Regions from separate parts of the Mus musculus genome. Here all the other regions are linked to region 4. A link is a contact called in public Hi-C and HiChIP or PLAC-seq data. All regions are on one chromosome and are shown on one strand. Each heading gives the region's core, a stretch centred on a gene start, on an enhancer-like site or on the middle of the called end of the contact. The rest is flanking DNA. Distances are from core to core; before and after follow the strand shown. Region 1 has its middle 89 kb from the start of Gm40292. Region 2 has its middle 62 kb from the start of Gm25377. Region 3 has its middle 100 kb from the start of Gm25377. Region 4 holds the start of Hs3st1 (heparan sulfate (glucosamine) 3-O-sulfotransferase 1).

Evidence for each region. Hi-C and Micro-C count contacts between places; a contact is called where the count stands out from the background. HiChIP or PLAC-seq counts read pairs in DNA pulled down with a chosen protein or histone mark.
Region 1: an H3K4me3 HiChIP or PLAC-seq map of the 230-238 cell line shows a contact between it and region 4, with 19 read pairs. The contact joins the enhancer-like site here to the promoter of Hs3st1 in region 4. A contact is called at or near these places in 1 of 15 datasets of contacts at CTCF or cohesin (pro-B cells), 2 of 484 Hi-C or Micro-C datasets (both in nephron progenitors) and 6 of 115 datasets of contacts at active chromatin or transcription factors (the 230-238 cell line, a colorectal cancer cell line, extraembryonic endoderm stem cells and 2 more).
Region 2: a contact with region 4 is called in a Hi-C map of cerebellum, with 1.6 times the contacts expected there. The contact joins the enhancer-like site here to the promoter of Hs3st1 in region 4. A contact is called at or near these places in 1 of 39 promoter capture datasets (cancer-associated fibroblasts), 1 of 15 datasets of contacts at CTCF or cohesin (pro-B cells), 6 of 484 Hi-C or Micro-C datasets (brain, cerebellar granule neurons, cerebellum and 3 more), 2 of 115 datasets of contacts at active chromatin or transcription factors (the 230-238 cell line and extraembryonic endoderm stem cells) and 1 of 9 other capture datasets (adipose tissue).
Region 3: an H3K4me3 HiChIP or PLAC-seq map of neural progenitor cells shows a contact between it and region 4, with 11 times the contacts expected there. The contact joins the enhancer-like site here to the promoter of Hs3st1 in region 4. A contact is called at or near these places in 7 of 484 Hi-C or Micro-C datasets (the C2C12 cell line, the Patski cell line, embryonic fibroblasts and 2 more), 5 of 115 datasets of contacts at active chromatin or transcription factors (the 230-238 cell line, extraembryonic endoderm stem cells, neural progenitor cells and 2 more) and 1 of 9 other capture datasets (macrophages).

Annotation. Positions count from the first base shown.
Region 1 is chr5:39,393,971-39,398,670 of GRCm38.p6, reverse strand. No RefSeq gene overlaps it. Among named protein-coding and RNA genes, the nearest start is that of Gm40292, 89 kb to the right of the region's middle. Within about 2 kb of position 3,175, at least 10 of the 459 cell types and tissues checked have an H3K27ac peak or open chromatin away from gene starts, as enhancers often do. A contact at or near this core is called in the 230-238 cell line and pro-B cells, where this site is marked.
Region 2 is chr5:39,456,903-39,461,739 of GRCm38.p6, reverse strand. No RefSeq gene overlaps it. Among named protein-coding and RNA genes, the nearest start is that of Gm25377, 62 kb to the left of the region's middle. Within about 2 kb of position 3,514, at least 3 of the 459 cell types and tissues checked have an H3K27ac peak or open chromatin away from gene starts, as enhancers often do. A contact at or near this core is called in cerebellar granule neurons and cerebellum, where this site is marked.
Region 3 is chr5:39,414,289-39,419,438 of GRCm38.p6, reverse strand. No RefSeq gene overlaps it. Among named protein-coding and RNA genes, the nearest start is that of Gm25377, 100 kb to the left of the region's middle. Within about 2 kb of position 2,203, at least 26 of the 459 cell types and tissues checked have an H3K27ac peak or open chromatin away from gene starts, as enhancers often do. A contact at or near this core is called in neural progenitor cells and stem cell-derived neural progenitor cells, where this site is marked.
Region 4 is chr5:39,642,358-39,647,177 of GRCm38.p6, reverse strand. It overlaps Hs3st1 (heparan sulfate (glucosamine) 3-O-sulfotransferase 1), which reads left to right and starts at 2,547. Exons shown (of 2, transcript NM_010474.2): 1 at 2,547-2,761.

The DNA.
Region 1 (4,700 bases), core at 1,926-4,425, 250 kb after region 4:
ACATGTATGTGTGTGTATCTTCTTTGAACTTGGTTAACCCCACATATTGCTTCATAAACTTCTCCAACCTGTGATGATTTTTGTGAGCTTTGTGCTGAGATAAGAACAGTCTGCATGAAACAAAATGTTGCACATAATTCCAAGCGATCTTGGTGTCTTGAGAGCAAATTTCAAAATGTTTCATGTTATTATTGTAATTCTAATAATAAAAGGAGAATAGCAGGAAGGCAAATAGTCTGTCCAGAAAGATGACTCCACACAGCCTTGTTAACCTGTGAGACAGACGTTCACCATTTCTCACTGCCAGGCTCTGTTCACACGGTGCCTTATAAACCATGCTTACTGGACACTTGGGAACACTTTGCAGATAATCACACATGCTTCCATATTAGATAGAATAATCTGCGTGGTCTCAGGATCCACAAGAGAGCAAGATAATTTGCATACCAGAGACATTCATCTAGAACATAAGCACACACACATTTTTTTAGGCATAGATAGGAAATGTAAAAAAAAATGCTCTTTTATTCTGATAACAAATGAATCATTTATACAAAATGTGTTTGTTATTATAATTTTCCAGAAATCCAAAGTAGAAACATTGTCAATATGGGTAGTTCATTGCAGGTTTTCTAGGTAGACATTTTTCTGTAATCTCTGTTCTTAAATCATTCTGGGTTTTGAGCTCCAGACTTTTTTTTACATTTTCCAGACACCTTTGAGCACATAGGGCTGGGGAGTGACGAACACATACTTGTGAGTGAGAAGCAAGAGGTTGTGTTTTAGCATCTTGTTGCTCATTAGCTATTATCCAGCCAAAGAAACCACTCAGGACTTCTGTTTCATTATGTTGCTAGGGAGGAGAATGATCCCTCACAATTATGGGAGTAAATGGAAGAACCCCAACAAAGCACTTGAGTGTCCATGCCTTATAGCAAATTCTCAGCACTGATACTGTCATTGGATTCTTTGTGTCCATGAGACACGGATCCCCTCTTCCTCTCCAGGCTTTGGACAAACAGGTTTCCCTAAATCACTGTACCTCAGCCTCCATGTCTTGAAATGATTGTCACAGCCTTACATATTTGTCTCCAGTTGGTTGGTTGGTTTTGTTTTTGTTGTTTTTGTTGTTGTTGTTGTTGCTTTTATTATGTTTTTCTGAAATACTTTTGCTAGAACAGTGTTTGGGGGATTTTGTTTTATGTCTTTTGGCACTAATTAAATGTATCGCAGACAATCAGACATTTTGCCTACCCTCTGTTTATAGAGATGCTCTTTGAATTTCTCTTGGTGAACACGTATGGCAGATTTAAGACATTAAAACTGTCTAGAACCTGGCTAGTTACCCCAGATAAAACTGTTCAACTCAACTCTGTCAATTTACATGCTATGACTATGGGGAATCCTAGAGAGAAAGGAACTGCAGGATAGGACTTTCCTACACTCATCCTGTTACTTCATTTATCAAGATCACAACAAAATGTAAGAAATGAGGTGACTTGGATTATATTCTTTCTGAAGTAAAACTTTGTTTTCTATCTAAATTTAGATACATTGGTCAATGAATGAATGAATGAATGCAATATCACTATTACTTGACAGTTAATACCAACAGAATAAGTCTTTTCTGAGCATCATGACTGTAGTTTTGATACTTGAAATTAGATGCAGGTGCTCATGGTTTCATGGGGTTCTAATGACACACCTGGAATCATGGCCACACTAAGGTGTTGACAATAGATAAGCTGTCTAGACAGGCAGGCAGAGCTTCAACATCCAGACATGTGAGAAGCACTGGGTCGCCCAGCTAAGTAAAGCACTCTTCAGTCTTCCTTTCCCTAAAGTATTGCATAAATCATCAAGAGCTACTTAGCACCCAAGGTGCTAAATAATATTTACATAACAATAACAGATGTATGTGCAGGAAGAGGACAGTAGAAACTGTACCCAGAAATCTGCACAGGCTGGCACAGAAAAGCAAGGGGTGGAGAAAGGTATGCACAAATAATAATGGAGACTCAAGGAGATTGATCCATCCATAATATATGGAAAAGAACAGGATTATAACATACTCCTAATCATAGAGTTATCTCTCCTGCCCCCAAACCTGACTGTTAGTGGTGATGTACTAAACACTTCAGGAAAGAATGTCAAAGAGTGACTCTCCAATGGTGTAATTGTAGACACTAGGTGGAGCAGCTTAAAGGCATTCATTTCAGGAGTCACTGCCTCAGGTTTCTTAGGTGACCCCCAGGTAGATATCAGTGATTTCTCTACTCTTAGGCCCTGTACCAGTCAGGTGCTCAAAACTGTTGAAATGAAATACAGCAAAAAAAGAAATATTCAAATTACACTTTTGACTTTACTTGTGGGTAATTTATATATTTATTTATATTTATATTTGAAAACAAACTTTTAAAATATTTGTTGTATTAGATCATTGATTTTCTTATCTAGTAGTTTTGGCTAAAAGAAAAGCATATATTTTTCTTTCTATTACACATTTTTCAACAAAAACTATCTTAGATTGCATTCTTGCAAAAGCAATTATAATTTTTAAATTAAATTAAATACTTAATTAACAATTTTAAATTGCATTATAGTTACAATATGAAATTAAATTAAAACATTAAGCTGTTTGTAGAGTATTAAGCAAGAAAATGCACAAAATCTACTTTTGAAAAATTAGGAGAACAAAATTACCAATATTTGTGATTATGGGTGCTAATTTAATAGAAACCCAATTTTCTTTCCCATGAAGCCTACATTTTCATTTGGAAGAGCAACTCACAAAAATCTAGAAACATTTTGAAAACTTCTTTCTCCCAGGGCTTCACACATTTCATTAGGACACCCAGAGGTGACAGGTGACCTGCTCTCCTCCTCCCTCCTAGCTCTCCAGACAAGTCCCAGGTGACTTGCTACCGGCCCACCTCAACACATCCTCTGAGAGAGTCCACCCCCATCACCTTGGGAGTTGGCCTCTTGATGTGGGCACAACACTCCTTTCATTTTTTTCTACTACCACTTTTTACCCCTTTTTTTCTAGTTCTTCATTTCTTTGTGACTCCTCAGTGACACACAGAACTACTTTCTACCAGAGATCCAAAGTCACTTGGGTGAGACTTAGGTTCCCCACAGCTATTATACTTGCTAAGGCCTAGCTTGGGGAAACCACAACAAAAGGATGACACACCCGGCCATCAAAGGCTAGACCAGCTGTCTCAGTTACAGTTACTATTGCTATGATGAAATACTATGACTAAAAATGTGAGTAAGGGAGGGAAGGATTTATTTGCCTTAGACTTCCATATCACTGTCCGTTATTGAAGAAAGTCAGGGCAAGAACCCAAATAGTGCAGGAACCTGGAGACAGGAGGTGAATAGAGACTATGGAGTGGTGCTGTTTACTGACTTGTTTTCCATGGCTTGCTAGCCTGTTTTCTTATAGAACCCAGAACTACCAACCCAGGAATGATGCTACCTACAAAGGGCTAGGTCCTCCCACATTGATTATTACTTGAGAAAATACCTTACAGCAGGATCTTATGGAGACATTTTCTCACTTAAGGTTCCCTCTTTTCAGATAACTCTAGTTTGTGTGTGAAGTTGGCATAAGATTAGCCACCCCAGCATGTATCTCTGTCAAGAAATACCTCAACCATCATAACTGTAGATGCCTAGATGTCAGCACAAAATCACAAATGTGAACATTCAGGACAATAAGCCTCTTCTAGAAACCAGCATTTTATTATAATAATAGACCCTGAAGAAATCAATTTAGATGAAACTCAAAAAAGGTATTCAAAATAGCAGTTATCAACCTTAAACAAGAAATGAATAAACGCCTTAATGAATATGATGAATACACAAACAATTGAATGAAAAAATTTTGAAAAAAATTAAAGACTTAAAATGGAACTTAGCATAGAAATAGAATTGTAAAAAAAAAAAAAAAAACAAAAACAAAAAAAACAAAAACAAAAACAAATTGAGATGGGTCCCTGTAACTCCTTTCATGGGTATTTTGTACCTAATTCTAAGAAGGAGCAAAGTATCCACACTTTGGTCTTCCTTCTTCTTGAGTTTCATGTGTTTTGCAAATTGTATCTTGGGTGTTCTAAGTTTTTGGGCTAATATCCACTTATCATGTGACTTCTTTTGTGATTGGGTTACCTCACTCAGGATGATACCCTCCAGATCCATCCATTTGCCTAAAAATTTCATAAATTCATTCTTTTTAATAACGGAGTAGTACTCCATTGTATAAATGTACCACATTTTCTGTATCCATTCCTCTGTTGAGGGGCATCTGGGTTCTTTCCAGCTTCTGGCTATTATAAATAAGACTGCTATGAACATAGTGGAGCATGTGTTCTTATTACCAGTTGGAACATCCTCTGGATATATGCCCAGGAGAGGTACTGCTGGATTCTTTGGTAGTACTATGTCCAATTTTCTGAGGAACCGCCAGACTGATTTCCAGAGTGGTTGTACAAGCTTGCAATCCCACCAACAATGGAGGAGTGTTCCTCTTTCTTCACATCCTCGCCAGCATCTGCTGTCACCTGAATTTTTGATCTTAGCCATTCTGACTGGTGTGAGGTAGAATCTCAGGGTTATTTTGATTTGCATTTCCCTGATGATTACAGATGTTGAACATTTTTTTCAGGTGCTTCTCAGCCATTCGATATTCCTCA
Region 2 (4,837 bases), core at 2,265-4,764, 190 kb after region 4:
CTCAACTTTTATTTTCAGAAGAGTCCAAATAATTTGGTAAAAAAAAATAAGTAAATAAATACAACCCCCAGTAAAATTATCTATGCCAATAAATTGAAAAGGAGAAAAGAAAAAAGATTAGGACTGTGAATATACAGAAGCAAGCGTCTGGAAATAAAGTTGTGTATTAGTATGGCAACAGGGATGAGAGGCTGAATCTCAAGGGTCCAATCATTTTTTTAGTTTTCTTTGTTTGTTTGTTTTTTGGTTTTGTTTGTTTGTTTGTTTGTTTGCTTTGATTTGCTATAATTTTACACAGTCTGCTATTCTTGACCATGGGATTACAAAGACGAATAGGAGAAAACCTAGTGGCTCTAGAAATTCAAAGGATAGGAATCAGCCTATAAAGTGAACACAGCTGTTCCGACATCTCATAATAAAGACTTCAAGCCACAATCACTCAGGAAAATTAAAAAGCTCTTTACATCTAGAAGGAACACTTATACATATCATATAACAGCCATATATATACCAAATGCCGGGCTTCCACACTTCATAAAACACTAATGAACATAAAAGATGAGGTGAGCCCTATTGCAATAATAATGGCTGGCACTGACAAACCAATCTCATCACTAGATAGATCATCCAACCAAAATATTAATGGAAAGACCTCAAAGCTAAACTGTCCCGCAGATAAAATGGCATGATGCATATACACAAAGATGCATTCTGTTCCAATCAAAGGAAAAGCAATACAGATTCCTCTCAGCAGTCCAAAGAACCTTCTCTAAAAGAGATTGTAGGCCATAAATCAACTCACTCCTACCAAATACAAGGAATGCAAAGAGTTTACTGTATTTTTATCAGATTATACTTCAATAAGATAAAGTTTATAACATGCAAAACCCACAGAAACTGTCTTAAAAAAACAAAATTGATCAAAAGCATTACTGTAAGATATGAACATTTGAAAACAAAGGAAAACACGTCAAGGTACTGGATGTGTAGTAAAGTGGTATCATGCTTGCCAAGGGTGCACAAAACACAGAAATCAATCTCCAGAACAAACAAGAGCAAAACAAACAACAACAGCAAAAACCTACTGCAAGAATCAACTATAGTCAAGACCTTCAATAACACAGGAAACAAATGAGATTACATAAGACTATGATGCTTCAGAACAGCAAAGGAAACAATCACCAAGAAACAGAAAGCTATATAGAATAAGCAAAAGAGTCTTTGCCCATTCACACATCAGTCAGAGGATTAATATCCAAGATATATGAAGAGCTGCAAAAAGGAAACATCAGCCAAACTCATCTAATCAATAAATGAACTAATGAACTGAGCACACATTTCTGACAAGAAGAAACACTAATGGCCAATAAACATATAAAAGGATTTTCAACTTCTTTAGCCATCAGAGAAATTCAATAAAACTGTTTTGAGATAAAGTATGACACATACTTATGAAATTTTACTCAACTATTAGAAAAAGAACTCATGGCATTAGCAGGAAAATGGATGCAATCAAAAATAATCAGTGATATAAATTTGACTGATAAGGACAACTACACATTTTCTTTCATATGTGGAACAAAAATTTAAAATGAGACATGTCAGGGCTAATGAACTAGCTTAGTGGTCAAAAACACTGACTTGTTCTTCCAGGGACTCAAGTTTGATTCTCAACACCCACATGACACATGGCAATGCCCAACATCTGTAATTTCAGTTTCAGGTTGTCCTCTTTTGACCTCCTCAGGCACTCCTTGCACATGGGAACACACATACAAGCAGACAAAACACCCATACACAAAATTTAATTTTATATATAATATATAAATGTTCAAGAATCAAAAAGCAAAGAGACCCAGCTTTTGTCAGAACTTTTTATCCAAGAATCAGAAATCCTGGACTCAGTCGAAGAATAAACCTGTAAAGGTAAGCAGATGTTACCTCTGGTCTAGTTAACTAATTGTCCATCCAGGAAGAGGGAACCAGGTTAGTCAGGTAAGAATTTCATCAAACAGAGCAAAAGGAAAACTGGGTCCCAGTGCATGGTTGATTCCTCAGAAGAAAGCAGGATTAGGGCGTGCCATCCACAGTTGATTCTTCCATATTAGCTAATGACTGTTTTCATTATCCCCAGGAGAAATGGGGAGGAAAGATCACTCTATTAGCAAAATGCTTATTTAGTGGTAGACCTTTCACAGGGACAGTCTAACATATAGATTCCTACACTACAGCAGTTGTCCATGAATACATTGAGGTGATATTGATTGTGAGTAAGCAAAATGATGGATCTGCTAGATTTACCCATGAAACACTGTATACACATCAAAACAACACATGGCATCCGACAATGAAATACAGTTATATTGATCAACCAAACTAATACTAGTAAAGATCCAAAATTATTATAACTTGTTTGGGGAAATAGTTCAGTGAGTACGAGTAGTTGCTTTGAAAGCATGAGGACCAAAGATTCTTTCTTCTGTATACATGTGAAAGCTGGATACATGTATATGACTGTAACTCTAGTGTTGAGAGGCAGAAATAAAAGAAATTGGGGAAACTCCATCTTCAGTGAGAGACAGCATCTCCAGGAAATGAAGTAGGAAATGAGAAAGTGACAGAGCTGGGCTTGTAGCAGCCTTCTCTGGGTTCTACATAGAGAACACACATATGTGCACACACATGCTTACACATACATATATATATACATGAACAAAGTAACCTATCAGAATGGGCCACATCTTATCATCCCTTTGAAAGCTTTAGGATTAAACCAATAATAATAACTTTTGCTTAAGTCATAGCCTATTTGCTTTCTGCCAGAGGAGACATGTGAGTCTGTCATGAACAATGAAGATGTCACAATTTATGTGCTCTTGAGTCTAGAATCTTACCAAATGGAAATTTCAGTGCTTTCGGCAATGCTTTAGTTAAGGTCAGGTGGGTTATCTGTCCAACACCGAGTTCCTTAAAACTTCACAGATTATACATAAACACTCTGCCATTATAAAACCCAATTCAAGGTAGAAGGATTAATGTACAATGTAAATTTAATTACAGTTTTAGTCATACACACACACACACACACACACACACACACACACACACACACACACACACACACCCCTGCCAATTCCCGGAAAGAATTGAAACACTTCACATTAGGAACAAAACAAACACAGCTTATTCTGATGTTCTTGCTTTAAATCTCTCAACCCTGTATCTCTGCCAGGTGTGACAGCGCCTTTTATTTCAGCAATGAATACACAATGGCACTACTTCTTAGAAATCTTAGACCAAAGAGAAAGTCATCTCCCCAGCTATCCATTTCTGCAAACAACAGCTCCTTCTCAAATTTCCACTCCCTTCCTCTCATCTCAGATATAGCCTGTCCTGTTTTCCCAGGGTCTGAGTTTGGAAAGCAGCCTTCTTTTCACACAGTCTCAGACTCTGTTTTTAGTGACAATTGTTCTGTGTCCTCTGAAGATGGCCATCTGTTCACCTTGGCGGATGTGAGTATCTCATTACCTGTCAGGTTTCTAAGTTGGCTCCTTTATCCATAACAGTTTGATGCTTGTTGGTGCCAGTCTCCTTTTGGGTCAGGGAGGTGATTTCAAAGTCTCTCAGAGCTTCAGGAGATATACAAGCATCATCCTGATTGTGTGGACATCATTCACCTTCTGTGCATGTCAGTGGGCAACCCCTTCCTCACCAGATACATGTTGTGAATGCAAGCTAAACAAAAAAATCTTGACACCATTCCTGTTATTCTCTGGGTCCAAATAATACAGAGGGTAAAATAATTTAATAAACAGGTTGACTAAAATCCTGCTTTAAAAAAACTCATTATTTGCATCTCAAAATAAGTTTTGATAGATCACCAGTGCCAGGCTAGTTAAGCAGCCTAGACCAGTCTTTCTGTATTTGAGACTGCTGCCCTTATTGAAATAAGAGACAGGAGATAATTTCAGATCTCTGTATGACCTTAGAAATCATTCTAAATTCAGTTCTTGCCTTTTCTTTTTCCAAACTGGCAAAACATGTTATGAAGTAATGAAGTCACTTGTAATTCTAGTATAAATTTCAGCCTAAATCCAGTTTGCCAGAGGTTAGAATTAAGTGTGGAAACACTGAGATGAGGGGACTAGCATTTATTGAGAATTGGCTAGATATCAGTAATTCTTATAATAGGAATTCTTTTGATTATTGTGTCTGTTTATATGAGTCTTTATTTACAAGCAGGCAGCGAATCAGTTTTATCCACTTCCATTCAGCATTTAAGTGTATGTGTTTTTAAAACTGTTTTTTATATTTGTTCATCTATTCAATTGTTGTAAGGGGGAAAAAAGAGTGCACATGCCACTGTGCACCCAGGAACGTCAGAGGGCAACTTTTGGGAGTCACTTTGATTTTCTCTTTAAACCATATGTATCCCAGGTAATGTCTTGAAGGCAAGAGCTTTTCTGTGCTGACCCATGTTGCTTGTTCCAAGCTTATGTTTTTTAAAAAAAAAAAACAAAACTTGTGTTGTTTTGAACAGAACAAAAGAATTATTCTCCGGACACATCTTAAAGTGCACAATACTTGCTATCTATAAGCTAACTGTTGTGTGGAGAAACATACCAAACAACAACTCAGCTCCATGATGCCAACCCTGATCCTGCTAACTATCATATTTCTGAATGTGAATACTTTTCATTATACATATGAGAATCTATTATATATACACGTACTATACATACATTCATTCAGCATTTTGCCCCATTTAGTTCATTTTGAAGATCTCGAATGCTTACCCTTCTTACTGTAGAGATCAATGTTTTTATTTTTTAAAAGA
Region 3 (5,150 bases), core at 954-3,453, 230 kb after region 4:
CTCTCAAGTGAATCTCAGTCTAGCTGAGACTCTTAAATATGGTATCTTGCTTGTAGGTCACTCGGACCTCTACCTCTACTTCACAGACTTCTCCCTGTTATGTTTCTGAGTCTAAACATTGCCCTTTGCATATGTATACCAGTTAGGTTAGCTCAGGCTCTTTTCTAATAATCTCATTTTAACATGATTGCCCCTGTAAAACTTTATATCCCAACAAGGTCATATTCTGTTATACTAGGGTTAGGACATCAACAGTTAGATTTAACAGTTTAATTTGAGGAAAGTTGGCAAAACTCACCCTATAGCAAGTTCACTGAACCAGGGTCCAATAGGCATCATAACCCAGAAAGGCAAGGACTTCCTGAGTAAGCCAGGCTCCTGTGAAATCCTACTGAAGTGATGGAATTGGGCATCTGGAGCTCAGCCAGCACTGATGTCAGCCTCCTCCCAGAATAATCCTTTCTGGGCTTCACTCTAATTTGATGCAAAGGGGATCCTACAACAGCCCCTGGCACCTCACTAACTTGAGAATTTAGTGAGCTAATGCAATCTCAAACACTGCCTGCCATCCAGTAAGATTGGAGTGAAGTTTGTTATTTTCATTTCTTTTCGATTATTGACCAAATATATACACCCCATTTATTTTTCAGTTTCTTTCACATAATTGTCAAAGAAACCTTCAAGTTTTCTAAATACCTCGTTGAATTCAAAAATACTTTCCCTCTCTATGTGTCCCTCATGTTAGCATCCATTACTCTGCCAAAAGTAGAAACTGTTTTATTAGAAAAGATTAATTCCTCTAGAATCTAAGGAGAATTTTCATCTCTACATCTTCAAATGTATTCTTATATTTATTCCACCTAAAAGTCTTTCTCATCATCTGGTCCCTCCTCAGATACATTAAGCTGTCATTCTGGGAGCTTCCATGTATTTCATATCCTTCAGTCACTCTATCTTGGCACATTTTGCTTTAGTAGAATTATAAACTTCAGCTCAGTAACTATTTAAGGAAAACTGGGGACTAAGGATGTAAATATATGAGTCGATGGGAGCATTCTCAACCATGCCACCACAGCTGCCCATAGTGGATGCCCCCACCTCTATGAAGGAGAGAGAGGGAGAGGGGAAGGGGGAGAGGATGGGGAAGAAGAGGGCTAGGGAGAGTGAGAGGGAGAAGGACAGAGAGAGAATTTGGGAAGAGAAGGTGCTGAGAGAGTCAGAGGGAGAGTTGTGGAAAGGTGACAAAAGTTAGATGTGGTCATGATTATATTTCCTTGTACACATGTTTCTAATTCTGAAAGCATAAAGTTGCAGGAAATTAGAGAATACATTTTATTCAGATTCTTATGGCCAAGAAAACTTTGTTGTTTCTCGAATGCCTTAATAATTATATACCTACGTTTAACAATGGTTCCAGTAGTACTGAGTGTGTATGTAAGGAGATCAATGAACTGGAAATTTCTGGCAATGACAAAGGCTTCGAAGGCCTGTTCTACCTGGAAGAAACCAGACTCATTTACTGTGTTTACAGGCAATGCATTCATATTACTTGAGAATAGTTTGGCCAGCTTTAATCTTAATCTGGCTTTTGTGTGTATTGACAAAGGAAGGCAAACGCTAAATAGAACACGAGGCAGCTCCTCCCAGCTCCCAGTTTCACAGCAACATAAAGTCACAGCTGATTTCCCGGCCCACGCATTGCAGGGATTACAGGGTGTGACAGCAAAGTGGTTTTTTGAGAAATGAGATGCTGCATACTTCATTATTTCCAATATTGCCACCCTGCCAGCAATTGCTATAAAAATGTCCTGAGTCCTGAAATGAGAGGGGGTGGATTTTCCCAACAGTCGCCAAGTGATATGGAAGCCCCCCCCCCCCCCGCCATGCTTGTACATTGCCCATTTGAGCTGTTGGCGTGGAGAGGGAAACATCAAGCGAAGCATTTATTAAGGGCCCAGCTGTCCTGGCTGCCACACAGATGCTGTGCAAACAGCCAGAAACAGAAACATCCCTGCTTCCCAGCCCAGGATCAATCAGGGCTGACAGTTCTAGGTTGAGGGTCCAGGTATGTCATTGCAGGCATGGATAGAATGGCTTACAAAAAGAACACTCCTCTTCCAATCCAAGTGCGACCCATGAGACAGCGATGAGATATTCAGCTAGTCTCTGGCTTTAAACACAATTGCATTTCTCTGGCTCAAGGCCCATAGCTTATGAGTCGCAGAGTCAGGAGCCAAATCTAAATCCTAGGAGTCTGCTCTCATTGCTGTTGCTCATATCCTGCTAGGGACCATCCCCACACATTTTACAAGTTAAATCTTTGTATAAGTGCACTCGCAACTGGCAAACTTCAGAACCATAAGACTTTAAATCAGAAAAACACCTGTGATTCTGCACCAACAACTTATTTATAGAGGATCCGAGCTTCCTGCAAGGTCTACTACATTTCATTGGTGACAGAGCTGGCCCTGGGTCCTAAGGTGGTTGAGAGTTCCCATGTGTTGCATTTGCATTTGAATTTGGAATGTGAAAAGCCTCCTTGGGTTTCTTTTTTCCTAGTTAGAGAGAGTTCTCATTGCTTCTCTTAGTACTTGTCAGGCAGCCTGAAATATGTGCTGCCTGCAGAAACAGGGAAATAGGGGCTTCAGCTGGGAGAATGGAATTTTGCCCTTAGAAACAGAAAGCCAGAGAGTATGAAGTCAGCTCAAATTCCCATTCATAAGAAATTGACTTGGCTTTTCTCACCTAGGAACAGTCTCAACACAGCCACTCACACAACGAAGTCATGAATAAATTTAAACCATACATAATTTCAAGCTATAACTGGAGCACCAGAGTTACTAAAAGAACAGCCACATCAGAGAAAAAGTTGGGGAGTTTACAGTTTAAAATCTGGGGACAATTAAAATTAGATCCACAGAGTATTGGTACATGTTGAATTGAAACAGGCTTTTTGCAATCCTTCACTGAAAGGGACATAATTAAAAGCTCTAGAAAGTTCTTTCTGCAACAGGTTTGCTAAGAAGATCACATCAATGGGAGGTCAAGGCAGAGGACTTATGGGAAAGATAAGTAATTCTAAGGTTGTTTGAAAAGTCCACATGGACACCTACTATATATAAACTTAGTATTCATATTTATGTGAACGAGTTTAATTGGAAGTCCTACAAAGAGGTCTATGCTTATCCCAGAAGTCATAGGCTATGAGTGAGAGAGACAGACAGACAGACAGACAGACAGACAGACAGAGACAGAGAGACAGAGAGACAGAGACCAGAGACAGAGACAGAGAGAATGAAAGAAAAATGCAGTCCCAGGTGTAGGATACCTACCCTTGAGGTATTGATCAGGCAAGGTTGTCATAGACAGCCCCAGAACAATGTAGAATATTGCCGTAGCTCTTGGTGGCCAATCAGAACTTGATGACCCCATTGCTAAAGGAACCACACACATGGGTCACAGGACATGGAGAAATCAAGTCAGTATTGACCAGGAAGCCTCCTACCTACCAGCTAGTTCTTGTGGTACCGAAAGATAAACAATCCGATGTGAGAACAAGGTGGAAAGCATCAGCAATAGTCTGATCCAGCTGTGAACGGAACTGGCATGACAAGATGTGTATATGGGTGCAAAATAGAGGCATGAATGCTGTGTGCATAATAAACTGCTTTCTGACTGGATTTATGACCTGTGCCAGAGGAAGAAACATGCCTGGCACTGCCAACTTAATTGGGAGTTCAGACTCCAGGTGTGAACCTCTTACTATTATTTTGCTGAATGGACATAGTATTAAATGTTCTTTAAATTCACATCTTCTTACCTATAAATTATTCAGTTTCCAGACCTCATGAGAGAAGTTTCATTGTGCAGTAGATAGTGTTTAACACAAAAACTCATAACTGGTCAAAGTGCACAGAAAAATGACTTCCATGTGCTCAACCACAGATGGAAATTTTATAAGATCACCTTCGAAAGACTCAGGGACCAGTGTGGAAGATGAAGTTAAAAGATTGCATGATTCAGAGGACTGGAGCAGAACAGTATCTGTAATGACAGGATCGCTGCACTCTCAACTTGCAGAGACTGCGGTGGAATCTACAAGACCTTCCTGAGATGAAACCAGTCATTGCAGTCAATGGAGTGTTAACAAAACCAATCAACCAAACAAACAAAAAGAAACCAAAAACAAAGCAAGAAAAAGGATATGACATTGAAGGGATAAGGAGATGGGGATACAGAGATGGGGATGGATCTAGGAAAAGTTTAGGGGGAGGAGACATGCAGGTTGATTATGACCAAAATATATTCTACAAAAATCTCGAAGATTTAATAAAAATATTTATTTCAAAAAACAAAACAAAACAAAACAGAAAGTGGTCTGGATTTTACATGACTGGAACAGACTAATCAGCCCCAAACTGGATTTTTGCTATAATTGAGTAGAAATAAACATATCTAACCTTAAAGGAACAAGAGCAAGATACCCAGGAAAGTACTCACTCACATAGGTACGTGTATCTATTCGTTTGACGAAGACCAACAGAATAAATTAAAATTTTGTTTTAACTTTTCTTCTAATCAGCATGAATATTCATGAGTCACAATGATACCACAGCAAGATTAATAAGGAACAGTTTCTTGCCCTCCAAGAATTCTGAACATAGCTAGCAAAATAGGCAGAGACTAAGTGATCAAATCATGCTGTAGAGAAATTTCTCGAAGATTGCCGGTTAAAATTTCATGGGTCTGAGGATTTAAATTGTGCAGGAGTTAGCAACCAGATGGGGATCAGATAAGACAAGGTAAGCACAAAGATTAGAATGGCATTTCAGAAAAAAGCCATTGGGGCTGCCAACATAGTGATCTCGAAGTGTCAACGTGTGCTCAGTGAACTGGGGTAGCAGGTATTCTCTGGGGCAAGAAGGATGAAGAACTGCAGTTGGTAGAATGGCTAGTGCATTGGGGAGCTGGTAGAGAAGTTCTGACATTACTGATACCATTCAGTAGATGAGCACTGCTTTCCTGCATGATCCAGAAGTTTGCACCAGCCAGCAGCTAAATCTTCATGAAGGATGATCCAGCCATAAAAAGCTCAGTTAAGACTTACTAAGAGCCACAAGTGGTGGTGCTCGCCTCTAATCCCAGCACTT
Region 4 (4,820 bases), core at 1,298-3,797:
ACACAAAATCACATCTACCCATATATGTGAGACAAGTACCTGCCAGTATAGAAGAGGGTATTAGATGCACCAGAGCTGAACTGACAGGCAATGTGAGCCTTCTCTTCTAGGAAAACTTTGGTCCTCTGTTGGAGCAATGCTGGCACTTCACTGACAAACCTTCTCAATAGCCCCTACAGATTTTGTTTTTGTTTTTGTTTGTTTGTTTGTTTGTTTGTTTGTTGTGAGTTTTGTTGATGTTATTTGGGTTTTATGTTTGTTAGTTTTCAGGGGGGGTGGGTCCTTAAGTTATACTGTCAGAGAACCTACAAAAGGACAATTGTATGGTTACTCAAACCCAAGGCTCTTCCAATGTACTGGCGAAGACAGATGCAAAAACAGCTCTGTTTAATACAGTATTAGGGCCAATACAGCAGACCAGGTATCTAGGAGTGAGCAGAAGGGAGTCCCAGAAGACATCTAGGAGAGAGATCAATGTCTAAGCAGACATATACATCCAAACCAAAACAAAAACAAACAAACAAACAAAAAGACAGCCAGAAAGCTCATTGGTATTTTTATTTACCTAAATCTAAGAACATTGACTATTGATCAATAAATATTTGATAATATTGGTGTGGATGCGCAACTGTAAGGTCAGTGCTCCAATTCCTATCACTTGCTGAATGTGCATGGAGTAGGTTCTGCCAAAGGTGAGTAACAGAGACTCTGAACTGGGGCTGGGGTTTTCATTTCTTTTGAGTTTTTTGTGGCAGGAAATAAAGAAAGTTGGTTAACTGGCCTCTGACTTCCAAGGTATGAATAGAAGAATTCTTGCAAATCTCCTTTTGTGTCTCAGGGATGGCTTGTGTACTTCATACCATGTATTGGGCATTGAAACACATTTGACCCTTCATGAAGGAAAAATAACCTCAACCAACTTAGGACACCAACACCCCTCCCACCCTGTGTTGAAGGATTCCTCATCTCCACTGTGCTTGGCATCTGGAAGAAGCTTAAAGTGACCATAACTGAGAGTTGGCAGCCCTTTTAATCTGAACTCTCCATTTAATCACAATAGATATTTGTGGGATTTTACCCAACTTCATAGAATGAGAGAAAAAGTATGTATCTAAATCTAAAGTAAACTTTAAATTGACTTTTCCAAATGCAGATTTAAAGTGGCTTTTGTGAATGCACTTTTTTTTTTCCTTTTTAACCTGAAATGGGCATATCAACTTTACATTTATTCAAAGAATAAGTAGCCAGAATCATTAAATTTTCTAATAAGTTATCATTGAAAAGGAAAACTTGGCTAAGCTCTCCAAGATGTTGCCTGCTTTATAAGCCACAATAAACTGGGCATCCGTTTGCCTTCTAAGAGGACTGACGCTAATCTTTGCACCAGCTACGAGGTCAATTTCCCAAAGGAATTTTCCCCCTTAGATAGGAAAATGTTGATTCTAGAAATATAGATGGTAAATATTTATATTCTGAGTTTTAAGATATGGAAGATATTAAAGTAGCTAAAAGAAGTTCTTTTGATTTGAATTTGGTTACTTCTTTCTTATTCCTTTCACACACACACACACACACACACACACACACACACACACACACTCTCTCTCTCTTGCCTGCTCCTCTTTTCTTCTGGTAACCTGCTTTGGAAGGCGACTTGCTCTGGGCTGAAGCAATCCAGTGTCTCCAAGGAGATTCCAGCTCCTTCGCCCTCCAAATCTTAAACTGAGTCACACTATGCAGGTTGGCTCTCTCACAAAACCTCTCAGCTTTGGAACGCAGGAAAAACTTGATTAGTTTCAGAGGTGAAATTTGCCAACCTAGTTACTTTTGCTAAAGGAAAGCTGAATTCTTCGGGCTCGCCTTAAGTCGGTCCTTTTGAGGTGAAACCGAAGGAGAGAGGGTTTTGGAGAGAGGGTTTTTCCGTGGCGACAAAGCACACTCTGAAGCCACCTCTTCAAGTGGCTCCTGTCCCTGCTGCAGCGCAAGATGGAGCTACCGGCTCCAGAGACCTCCCGGTCTGTGCACCGAGCACAGGCGCCTAAAGCGAGTCACCTGCTGGTAAGGAACGCTGGGTGGGAACACACGTGGGTACTGCGAAGGTCTTGGGGACCACGCAGAATTTATGAAAAGGATAACGGTCATATGGGCCCAAGGTTCGGACCCAGAGGGGTCAGGGAGCCGACCAGGAGTCCAGGGTTTGCAAGGTGGATAAAGTCACCCAAGCCACACGCCCCACCCTCTAGACTGCGCTGGTCTCTCCCTTTAGACTAAAATCCGAGGAGCCGAGGTACTGGGTGAGCGGAGCCGGCTCCTTCGGGACCCAAAAGCGCAGAAATCGGGTGCTTAACTGGCTTGCTGGAAGTCGGCGCTCAGGGACTCGCTGGGAGGCGGGACTCGGGGCAGTACCAGAGCCAACAAGGCAGCAGTGGGCGCTCGAGATCCTCTTCTGCCCTCCGCGCTCTCCCCGAGCTCCGGCCTCCACTGTCCCCTCCTCCGGCTCCTGCTCCTCCTCCTGCTCCTCCCATCCGTAGAACCGGCACCAAAACGCCTGCCTGCAAGGTCCTCAGTGCGCTGCAGCCCGGAGCTGCGGTCACCGCCGGGTCTCTCTCGGTGAGTGCCTGTGTCCCTTCACCGCTCGCCCGTCCCGGGGTGAGTGTGAATTTGCTCCAAAGGGCGCAGGTACTTGGCGGCGGTGCTGCCCATGGCCCGGCCGGAGAGAGGATTGAGGGCGCCGGACCGGCTGGACGGGTACGCGACTCAGGTGAGCGCGGAGCGTGAGGGGTGAGGGCTGCCTAGGCACCTTCTTCTGGTATTCCGACTAACTCAAGTGCAAAGCCCAAGGTGAGATAAGGCTAAAGCAGGTAGAACACACTCCACTGGAGGCAAGACTCGGGGTTATCTGATTCTCCTGTCTCCTGCTCCGAAACCTCACCTCTAGAATTCGCGAGATGGACTATAAGGTACCAGACTTTCTGACTCTTAAAAGACTGGATTTATGTCCCTAGATGACTCGAGAGGGTCGTCGCTGCCCGTTGCTCGGCGCCACAGCTTCTCTCTAGGACCTTGGGCAACTGCAGCTAGAGTGGAGCGCTGGCTGAGCCCGGGTACCACCTAGGGCGGAGAATTGGGCCAGGGGACAGCTAACAGGAGTCCCTCTGGAATGGGGCATCTCGGGTGTGGAAGCCTTGGTCTAGTTTGCCTTTGCATTTGGTAGCAATAATGGGGAGACTGAGCATCTCCCGGGGTACTCGAAGAAGAAGGTGACAGGCAGGACCTTAGGTATTAAGACAGCCAGTTACATACGGCTGTTATTTTTTTTTTTTTTTTTCGTGTTACTTTTTTACTTTTTTCCCACCTCGGCTTCTATTTCGAGTACCACCGATAGAGGAGGCGGATGGGGGAGGGTAGTGGATAATGGATGTCCGTACACGAACCTGGGAAGCTTGTATTTAGAAAGTGCACAGCTCGCTCGGAGCCTGACCTCTTCAGGTGTGCCATACACACCCGCTTTTTTAGAGCAGTGGACTCCGCTGCTTTCCTCTGGACCCTGCCATTCCTGGAACTGGAAAGCCAGCTCTCCGAACCTGGGGCTCAAACCAGTAGTAGGATGGAGAAGCCAGTGCTGGAGCCAGATGCCTACCAGGGATTGGTGGGCTGTGCCAGACTTAGCAATTATTTGTGGGTGCCTCCGACTCTTTATGGCACAATCTAAGCTAAAGGAGGCACTTTATTTTCCTTGCACACACGGGGTTCTCCTCTGGATCAGGAGTAGCACCCTTCCTCGCCAACCCCCACAACACAACGCAGAAGCTGTGGTATTCTTGCTTTGCCTTGCGCGAGAGACTTACTCCTCCTCTTCCCTCCGCGTTATCCCGGGGCTATTTTTATACTTAACTATGCTAAGATGCTTTTGGGGGGATCCCAAGGAGCCAACTCTGCATCCACAGTCTTGAAGCTGCTTTCCCAGAGGAGGTCTCTTGTTAGCCAGGAGCTGGGGTGAGTAGAGGAGACCGTGAATAAGGGAGAGGAGAGAGTTCGCCCTTGCTTCAGTCTGAGCTCAGCATTCTCAGGAAAGTACCACCAGCACCCAGGCTGCCCCACCTCCCAGCCATTTCCCCAATCCGGGTGGGAGCAGATCTCCAGCGCAGTCCCCAGGTGCCCCAGCCCTGGGTATTTGACCAGCTGCTTTGGGGGTGGGGGTGGGGGACACAAGGTACTGTGGTCTCAGCTTTGCTCCCAAAGCTCACTGTATTTGTTGAAATTCAATTACCAGCTTCCACCCAGGAGTTTATTCCAGGAATTCTATATTTAACTTTATTTTTTTTCACAAAAGGAGATTGAGATAGCTCAACTCTGCACCCCCAACCCCCACATTTCTGAAGTACTAATTCCTTTTGACACCAGGAATTAGTCTTGCTTTCTACTTTCCCAGCAAAAGTGAGTACAGTTAGAATTATTCCGACCTTCTAAAGTTCCAAATGAATGCTTAAGGTACAATGCATTGGACTGCCCTTCCTTATTTTCAACATGGTTAGATTTTTACATTCACTGAATTGGGAAAATAACATTGATATGGACTGTTGTATTACGTAAGGTTACACACACACACACACACACACACACACACACACACACACACCTCCACGGCCATGTATGAGAAGGTGAACTTTTAAAAGAGCCCCTTTGGCATCAGTTACCCATCTAAGTCTTGTTCGACAGGGATGGACAACTTCCTGACTAAGCACTCTTAAGTCTCTGCAGTTAATTAGCCAGCAGCCAGAGATGTCTTAGTGAGCAGGACTGAGCTATGATTCTGGGCT